Linked DNA regions of Mus musculus: region 1 is linked to region 2. Evidence: chromatin contacts called from public HiCAR-type data. All regions are on one chromosome and are shown on one strand. Each heading gives the region's core, a stretch centred on a gene start, on an enhancer-like site or on the middle of the called end of the contact. The rest is flanking DNA. Distances are from core to core; before and after follow the strand shown.

The links. HiCAR-type assays count read pairs that join an accessible place to other places.
Region 1: a contact with region 2 is called in a HiCAR-type map of kidney, with 2.3 times the contacts expected there. The contact joins the enhancer-like site here to the promoter of Fbxo2 in region 2. A contact is called at or near these places in 17 of 39 promoter capture datasets (the 3T3-L1 cell line, 3T3-L1-derived adipocytes, the C10 cell line and 10 more), 2 of 15 datasets of contacts at CTCF or cohesin (large pre-B cells and pro-B cells), 3 of 484 Hi-C or Micro-C datasets (the N1E-115 cell line, embryonic stem cells and nephron progenitors), 11 of 115 datasets of contacts at active chromatin or transcription factors (SST interneurons, astrocytes, bone marrow-derived macrophages and 8 more) and 1 of 9 other capture datasets (adipose tissue).

Annotation. Positions count from the first base shown.
Region 1 is chr4:148,485,843-148,490,844 of GRCm38.p6, forward strand. Mtor (mechanistic target of rapamycin kinase) reads left to right here. Exons shown (of 58, transcript NM_020009.2): 24 at 207-299; 25 at 934-1,080; 26 at 3,634-3,776. Among named protein-coding and RNA genes, the nearest start is that of Angptl7, 12 kb to the right of the region's middle. Within about 2 kb of position 2,334, at least 24 of the 459 cell types and tissues checked have an H3K27ac peak or open chromatin away from gene starts, as enhancers often do. A contact at or near this core is called in kidney, where this site is marked.
Region 2 is chr4:148,158,957-148,163,522 of GRCm38.p6, forward strand. Fbxo2 (F-box protein 2) reads left to right here and starts at 1,712. Exons shown (of 6, transcript NM_176848.1): 1 at 1,712-1,755. The coding sequence starts at 1,734. Fbxo44 (F-box protein 44) reads right to left here and starts at 1,138. Exons shown (of 6, transcript NM_173401.5): 1 at 787-1,138.

The sequences.
Region 1 (5,002 bases), core at 1,084-3,583, 330 kb after region 2:
CAGAATGGACTGCAGAGAAAGAAACCTGGGCATTGAGGAAAGCCAGTGGAGGGTGATGGGGAATTGGCCTGGAATTACATCTGGAGTGGGAAAGGAGTTGTAGGGACTTTTACAGGGAAGTGGCTGCCCTCCAGTGCACAGCAGTGTGTTCTGCCATCTGCTCTCCAGAATAAGAGTCCTTGCTGTCTTACTCCCTCCTCTTGTAGTACCAGATCTTCATTCCAATGGTGAATAAAGTCCTCGTGCGACACCGGATCAACCACCAGCGCTATGATGTGCTTATCTGCAGAATCGTCAAGGTGAGCAGGCACCCTTCTGCCCTGAGGTCTTCAGCATCTTTCCTTCTTGGCATTTTGTCATAGCAAAGGGCAGGCCATGTCCAGCTTTTCAGCCCTGGCTAGGACTGGCAGACAGGCTGCTGGAGAAGTAGTGTTTTTCAGCACTATAGGCTGTATGGCTTCTCTGTATGGTTTCTGTTGAAGCCATCCACATAACACAAAACTAATGAGTCTGGCCTCAGTCCAGTTAGATTTTATTTGTGGACACTGAAATTTGAGTTTCTCACAATTTTCATAAATTGTAAAGGATTAAATTTTATTTTGACTACTTGAGATTGAAATGAATTGTTTTTAGCTCCTAGGCTGTATGGAAACAGGCAGCAAGCTGTGTGCCATTGGTGCCCTAAATAGCTGATCGTTTATTTGTGCTCACAGTTTGCCTTTGTCTGGCTTTTTTATGACTTACCCATTAAAGGTTTGTCCGTGACCCCAGCAGGGAGTTCAGGCACATGGTTATTTTGTGTATAGGTGCCATGCATACTGCTTGTTGAAATCCTGGCTCTTGCAGGTAGGGATCTCCTGAGGTTCGTGCATGTTTTATAAGCTGGGATCATATGTGGAGGTGCGGGTGTTTTCAGTACATCTCTGCTTGCAGGGGTACACACTTGCTGATGAGGAAGAAGACCCTTTGATTTACCAGCATCGAATGCTAAGGAGCAGCCAGGGAGATGCCCTGGCCAGTGGACCAGTTGAGACAGGACCCATGAAGAAACTGCATGTCAGCACCATCAACCTCCAAAAGGCAGGTCCATTGTTTCCAGGGGGATTGGGAAGCAGGGCTCTGTTTTTTTTCTCTCATTCAAAACCTTCATCTCTCAGCACCTTGAATGTACACCAGCTAGCTATCAGCCTAAGAACCTCAGCGTCATGAACTTAGGCCATTACATTGATTTGCTTGTTACCTTTGCTTTTTTGTTTACTTCATTTTCTTTTGTTGCTGTTGCTCTGTGACAGGGTCACACTTTGCAGCTCTGGCTGGTCCTGAACTCACTACGTAGTCTAGGCTGACCTTAAACGTGTAAACCTCCTGCCCCATGCTCCCTGCAGCAAGTGCTCTTAACTGCTGAGCCAGCTCTTCAGCCCCAGTCAGCTGTGAGTTGTTTTTTTTTTTTCATGTAGAAAATAAAGTATCTTTTGTGTTTGCTCAGACCTTCATTAGTAGGACCTTTGTGGAAAAAAAAGAAAAAAGAAAAAGCGCTCTCATGAGAACAAAGTTGGTGTCTCAGTTTCTTTTCCTGCTGCTGTGGTAAAAGACTCCCACAGAAGCAACCTGAAGAGATCGGGTGTATTTTTGCTTACAGTTCCAAAGGGACATAGTCCATAATGGCAGGTACGATATGGCAGTGGGAGCAGGAGACCGGCTGGTCACATTGCATCCATGCTCAGGAAGCAGAGACAGAGCAGGAAGTGGGACTGGGCTATAAATCTGCAGGATCCTCACCCACTGAGTCACTTCCTCAGCACCACCACCCTGGGAGCCAGGTGAATCAGTCGGAGGCATTTCATATGCAAACCACAGAAGCTGGTAAGGCCCTGATTAGCATAAAACCTACGTGGGCTGTTTAAAGCAGTGAGTTTTACTCTTCTCCTTTTCATTGGGCTTCCTAATTTCTAGGGATCTTATTAAAATATTTATTCTGCTGTGAAATGTCTGAGGTCATGGGAGATAACTGTAAAGAGCTCCCAGGTCTGGCCGTGGACCACACTTTGAATATCTAGCTCTTAGAACTTTGCTAGTAAGTACTGAATGGTCTCTGCTGACCAGAGCCTGGAATGTAGCCAGCTTTTTGCCTGTCTTGACACATTTTGTTCATCACTTTGAGGTAGGCCGCCTGGATACAGTTATAAGAAGCCTGAGGCTCAGTGTTGTAGCTGAGTGGCCAGGTTGGGATTCCACCAGCATTCAGGCTTCAGGAACAACAACATGCCCACACTGCTAAAGTTCACTTATAAATAAGAAGACAGACACAGGGCATTAAGTTCCAAAGATCAGGGAGCCAAAAGTTACATAACTGAGATTTAAATTCAAGCCCTTGAGTTCCTGGGTGTGGCTTTGGCCTCTACACTAGACTCTTCCAGAGCCTGATGCCTCCACTTACCTACCCAGGCTGTTCCAGGAATACTTTGTGGGGCCAGGGATGGAACCTAGGGTCTCATACATGATGTTCTCAGCCACTAAGCCATACCTGAGCTCCACAGAGCTCACTTGCTGCCTGGAGAGGTCAGGGCTTTGAGGAAGCTTCTGGTCCGTCCGCTGGTGTAGCCTGGCAGTTTCTCTCTCTAGGAGTTAGCTCTTCTGCTCTTCTGCACACAGGTTGTGCTGTGCAGCTGCTCTTCGCTTCTCCGTGGGTTCTTCTTTTTCACATTCTTTATTCCTCCTGGTTTCACCCCCTACCACTAGATAGGAGAGAAAGGAGGATGGGGGTTGGGGGGAGACACAGACAGACAGACAGACAGACAGAGATCTTTGATCTAATTTCTTTCCCTTGTTTCTTCTTTGAGCTCAACTACTAACAAACTGCAACCAAGCCCACCTAGTGGGACTCTAGCATTTATACACCCTCTGAAAAACTCCCAAATGTCACACAATCACAAAAACTATCTGCAGCTGACAAAGCCATTCCTCTTCTAGAGCACAAGTCAAATCATAGTCAGCTGCTACAAAGCAACCCCATATCCCACACCTGGGGTTAAACAAAAACATATTCTTTTTTTTTTTTTTTTTTTTATTACATATTTCCTCAATTACATTTCCAATGCTATCCCAAAAGCCTCCCACACCCCCACCTCCCCTACCCACCCATTCCCATTTTTTGGCCCTGGCGTTCCCCTGTACTGGGGCATATAAAGTTTGCCTGTCCAGTGGGCCTCTCTTTCCAGTGATGGCCACAAAAATATATTCTTACAGTATTTCTGTCTTGTTTTTAAAGAAACCAAAATTCCAGAATTCTTACTATAGCGCCGAATGCCCAGCTCACTTCTGTACTGCAGTGGCCCTTAGACTTCATTGAAGGCACACGCTCTGAATGTGACAGACCTGGTCACATTGGTTCTGGAGAGTCCAGCACCAGCAGGTGGCCTTTCCCACACTGTGCTATGTTCTTGGGGCCACCACTTTTGCTTTATGTATTTTAATGAAACATCACTGCTTTGCTTATGTTCTGGGAGAGCTTTATCATAGTAGGTATGAATTTACTAATCAGAGCAGAATGGTGGTGACATAGGTTGCCATGGTTGCGCCTCACAACTGGCCCTTAAATTTGATGGTTTCTCATTGTCACCTATGGTATCACAGGCCTGGGGAGCTGCCAGAAGGGTCTCCAAGGACGACTGGCTGGAGTGGCTGAGGCGCTTGAGTCTGGAGCTTCTGAAGGACTCCTCATCGCCCTCCCTGCGCTCATGCTGGGCCCTGGCGCAGGCCTACAACCCCATGGCCAGGTACGGTACGGCACGCAGAGCTCCGACCTGGCTCTCTTCCCTTTGCTCAAGGCTCCTCCCCAACCCCACAGTGGACATTTATTGTTTATAGTGAGGCATAAAATGGTAATTTAATTAATGGGCAGCCATTTTTATTAACAGACATTACAAGCAAGGTATTTTATGTCAGTTTCATCAGCACAGCTGGCTTGCTGTGTATTGAGCAGTAGTCGTGGGCTCCAAGATTACAGTTTGTCATGATTTGCTTCCTCTAATTTATCTCAAGTTGTTTGTTTGTGTCTTTAATATTTAAAGTGCCGCGTCTAGAAGTTCTCTAGTGTATCTGTCTGTGGTGTAGGCTCACACATGCCTCGCTGATCGTCTGTGTCACCTTCTACCCAGGTCACCTCTGAGCACAATGCCATGTCCAGAGAAACTGTGGCCATTTATTAATAACTTAGTCCCAAATGTAAACACTGGAGATCCACTGTCACATCTGGATAGATAAGGAAAGCTTATTTTTCTTTTTTTTTTTTAAAGATTTATTTATTTATTATATGTAAGTACACTGTAGCTGTCTTCAGACATTCCGGAAGAGGGAGTCAGATCTTGTTACAGATGGCTGTGAGCCACCATGTGGGTGCTGGGATTTGAACTCTGGACCTTTGGAAGAACAGTCGGGTGCTCTTACCCACTGAGCCATCTCACCAGCCCCTTATTTTTCATTTACACTAGACTTGTCAGTCTGATTAGAATTTCAAATTTTGGGTGGTTTTCTTTTTTCCTATCAAATTCCAAAATTATACTCGTTCTAACTTAACCTTGAAATGTGTAATGGCGATTGAAGAAGCATAGTTCTAAACCCATCACTGCAGGGACGTGTTACACTGTCCTCTCCTCTGCCACCACAGGCCACAGAGCCTAGAAAAGTAGAGTGGAAGGTGGGGCTAGGGGGTGGGAGAGTTCATCCATGTGACACTGTGGCGATTTCAAGTTGGTGGTACTGCCTTGGAAGTAGCTAGCTCTTTTGGTGTTGGAGGCTGGCCAGAGCCTCGCATACCTTCGTGTTTATTTTCTGCTGGTGCCTTGAGCGTGTAGCCTTCTCTTACGTAGTCATCAGTGTAGCAGATGCTGCCTTGGCCGTTTTTGATCTTAAGAATTTGGACATTGTCCAGGAAATGTTCCAAGGATCACATAAGGACTGCTACTTCCTCAGTCTGTTCACTTAGAAGTTCTCTTTCTGTTCA
Region 2 (4,566 bases), core at 462-2,961:
TCCACAGTAAACGGGACGAGGGGCTGGGGCATGGTAGTTCCCTCCTGGGTCACTAGAAGCTCAAGGTGCATGGGCCGGGGAGTTGCTTAATAAACCATGAGATCTGATTTCCCCCAACCCGGGCACCTAAGAACAGCCTCTAAGGACGCCCAGGGACCTTCCCAAGGTCACACAAACAGGAGAGGAGGGGAGGCAGCTCCGGCTCTCACTGAAGGTAGAGCCAGCCATTTTCAATAGGCCAGCAGTCTTTTAAGAGGAGGGTAACAATGGGAGGCCTTGTGAGCCCTCCAGCTTGCCACTCTTCATTTCCTCCCCATCCCCCACACGGGGAAAGGGACAGAGATGATGATCGGGGGTTATCACTGGCCCTCAGGACCGGTCACGGAGTACAAAGGGCTCAGTGACGTTCTTAAGATCTCAGAGAATATGACCCGTTTACCTGAGCCTGAGGAAAGATGTACGAGTGGAAAAGAGCCTTCCTATCTCCCTCCCGCACCCCCCCCACCCGCCCCGGCCCCCTGCAGTCTCCCATTTATGCTTGGCTCTAAAACGGGCTACCTTGCTCAAGACCAGATTCAGATCTCTGAGCACCGATGGCGTCCATAGCCCAGTTCTTCGAAGCCTCACAGTACAGTGGGGGGAGGGGAGGGGAGAAAGCCTGAGGCCTGGGCCTTAAAGGCGCTAGGCCCTCATGATCGCAGAGCGCGCGCGCCCCCCCCCTCCCCTCTAGGTCTCTGCCCACTGTGCCTCAGTCCCCGAACTGGGCGCTCCCCCTCCCGCAGTCACCTGCGATCCGTCGCGCTGAGCGATCCTGCCAGGCCGTGGGGCTGTACAGCCCGAGCCTGCGTGGCCCGGAAGGCAGACCTGCCTACTGCCCGCCAAACGTCTCCTTGCTGGGGCGCTCACTGCTCCCCTCCTTCTGTCACCTGCTCTTAGCCGGGTTACGTTGGAGAACAGCACCCAAGACACAGCCCCGCCTACTACTCATCAGACCCCGCCCCATCCCCATCCCACAACACTGGCCCCTCTCCCTCCCCATTCTCCTTGTCAACTACTTTTGGTCGCGCTGCGCCATACCCTTGGATCCTGGGGATGAGCCTTACGGACCAATGGAGGCCCGGGGTGCGACCCGCCCACTGTTTGTCAGACCACGCCCCACGCCCCACCCCATTTTCTCCGTCACCAGCTTTTAGTCCGGCTGCCCCACAACGCTGGGTACTGGAACTGCGCCTTTCTGCCAGAGTTGGTTCACGATGCGGCCCCGCCCACTGCCCTCAAGGCCCCGCCCACCATTCCTTCAGGCCCCGCCTCACCCGCGCACTCCCCGGATTCGCCCCCATCACAGCGTAGGAAAATTACCTGGGGGGTTGGGGAGGAGGAAAGCTCCGATACCCCCAACTCCACTGGGCTCGGCGCCAGCACCCTCTACTCCCCAGTAGTCCGACTCCATATGTCCTCCTGCAGTCATCCTCCAGGCACACTAGAAGCCCACCCATTCTGTAGCTGTCCCTGCCCCTCTCCAGTCCCAGGCTCCTCCCGGAAGCCGCACCTTGGGTTACGGGGCGGGGGGTGGGGGTGGGGGGGTACAGGACTCCCAGCCCTTAGCCGGGGGCCAGAGGCGGGGCGCACGGGGCCTTTAAGAGGCGCGGCGGCGCGGGCCCGGCTGACGCGGGCAGCTCCAGGACTCGCCACCCGCAGCGCTCAGGCTCTTCTCTCTTGACAGCACCGCAGCGATGGATGGAGATGGTGATCCAGGTATCCGCTGCTGGCCCCGCTAGATACAGACTCGGGAGACAGGGCGGACCAGCGCCGCAGAAGGCGCTCAAACTTTCGCGCCAGGAAAACCCTAGAGATAGTCTAGGGAGCAGGTTTCTGCCTGGTGTCGTGGTGTGGAGGGAGGAGGACGCCTGGGTCTCCAAAATGGCATCGGAGGACTCTGGCATCTCAGGCTCCAGACTTCCTGGGGTTTGAGAGCCGGGTTCTTGCAAGCTTTTGCTTCCATGAACTTCTTCCATTTGCTAGCGCTGCCCTCCCTGCCTCTTGAGCCTCCGGAGTCCCCGCGGGGTCCTAGGGTTTACAAACTTTATCCTGCCTCCATCCTAGCTTCCTGAGGGACTCCCTTCTCTGGAGGGGCCGTCTTGTATTGGAGTAGCGGGGCTGTTCCGTGGGAACCAGGCTAGGGGTGAGGAAGGCTGCTTTTGGCAGAAGCTCTGGGTCCTCAAGGATTGCCCAGTCATCTTTTCTGGCACCAAAGACCCCACCCCTTCTGCCCTCCGGCTCCCTGCTGGGCCTGTAGGGGGCTGCTTGCTGAGTCAGACCTGCCTGCCTTGACTCTTATCCCTTCCTCACTAACTATGCTCAGCTCGGAGTGTTCACTCTTTAGGGGAGGAGGTGAGGGAACAGAGGTGGCCAGTCTTCCCTCCTACTCCCAAGTCCTCACTCTCAGTCGGTGCCTGGCTTCAACATCATCCACAGGGCCCCAGAATAGGCTACCGTTTTCTTCCTGCTCCCAGGAAGTCCCTGGGCTCAGGGGCCCAATCCAGGTGAGTGAGTCAGCTTGGGGTCAGCATCCATGGCTAGATAACTTTCCTACAGCAACAATGTGGCAAGTTGTGTGCAAGGGAGCAGGTGGGGGGGGCTGTAATCCGATCTGGGGCCTCAATGCCAGGCCTAGGGGCCAGGAGAGAGGACTGGGTGAGGTGCACCTTTCCGGGGAGCATCAGGTATCTGCTGGGGCCAGGGCAGGGCTGGGTGATGGTAGAGAGGTGAGGACGTTGGGCCCAGCTCTCCAGAGCTGTTGGAAGCAGGACAGACAATTGTTTTTCCTTCTGCTTGATGATGTCCTGTGGTGGAACCTGGAAGAAATGCTAGGACCCTCTGCACCCGTTTTCTCATTGCCAATGAAGGAGTAAACCCCTACATATGAAAATGTGACCAAAACACATCAGAAATGTGGGGAAAGTACGCTGTCTGTCTGTCTGTCTGTCTGTCTGTCTGTCTGTCTGTCTGTCTCTCTGTGTGTGTGTGTGTGTGTGTGTATACAATTCACCATGGCTGATGGAGGACTCACTGTGTGCTCTAAAGAGAGGGGAAATCCCGAGTCAGCTTTCCAGTGTCTGACAGTGTAGATGCTATTGACTGCATCCCCTTAGAAGAGGTTTAGGGAACGGGCCACCTGTCCCTCCCCTGCCCCAGGCCTGCTCCCTTATTTCCTTGGCTTCTTGGGGTCAGACCAGTCTTCAGGGACTCTGAGAGAGATGGCCTCCATTACACAGGGTGGCTGGGTCCCCTCCCCACTGGCCCTCTCTCCTTTAGAGATACTGCCCACTCAGTGTCTGCTTACTCAAGGTTTCTTCTTCGGTGGCCCAGATGAGGCGCGCTGAGATCCAAGAGATACACAGCTGCCCACAGCAGCCTGGGTATTCAGTGGGCTGACCTGGAGAACCCAGCCTGGGAGGCAGTGCTTTTTGTCCTGTCTCCCAGTCTTCACTGTGGAGTCAGGCGTCCCCACTGGCTTAGCAAGAGTGGATGTCCCCATTGCTTTGCTCCTTTGTGGGAAGGGGATGAATTTCAGTATAAATCTGACAGTCTGACACAAGGATGACTCCATTTCACAGATGAGGAGACTGAGGGTGAGGGATGGGAAAAGAGGGGAGGAAGACTCTTCCCAAGTCACCTAGCATCTCTCTTTGTCTGTTTCCCTTTCCCATTGGCTGGCTGGGGCTAGCTGGATCTCGAGCTCATTTTCCTCACCCAGAGCCCTTGAGTGTCCCTTTCCCTAACACTGCCAGTGGGACCTACACTAAGTCACTTCATATTCACAGCTGAGCATCCACAGTATCCAAACCAAGGCCAGATTGTCAATTCAGCCAGGTTTTTGTTTTTTGCTTTTTGTTTTTTCGAGACAGGGTTTCTCTGTGTAGCCCTGGCTGTCCTGGAACTCACTCTGTAGACCAGGCTGGCCTCGAACTCAGAAATCCGCCTGCCTCTGCTTCCCGAGTGCTGGGATTAAAGGCGTGCGCCACCACGCCCGGCTCAGCCAGTTTTTTAAAAAATATTTATTTTATGTATATGAGTACACTGTCGCTGTTTTCAGACACACCAGAAGAGGGCATCAGATCCTATTACAGATGATTGTGAGCCATCATGTGGTTGCTGGAAATTGAACTCAGGACCTCTGGAAGAGCAGCCAGTGCTCTTAACCACTGAGCCATCTCTCCAGTCCTCAACCAATTCTTTTGGTGCCTGTTAAAGCTGGCTTCTGTGTTGGACTGAACAGATTCAAACACAGGCTCCCAACTGCTTATACGGTGTGTGATTCTGGACCTTGTCACTTTTCTGTCCCTTCGTGAAGCAGACTTGGGCCCAGCCTGAAGGAGATGGGTTGAGGATTGAGGGAGTAATTCCAAGGCTCAGAGCAGTACCTTGCTCATAAGCGCTGATAAAATTCAGTAGCTCCTGACTCTACAAGGGACAAAAGTGGTGTCTCCCAGGCCACATCCTTGAGGTCAGTCCATTGTACACAAAGGTTGCTATCAAACAACCAGAGCAAGTACGGAGGCTCAG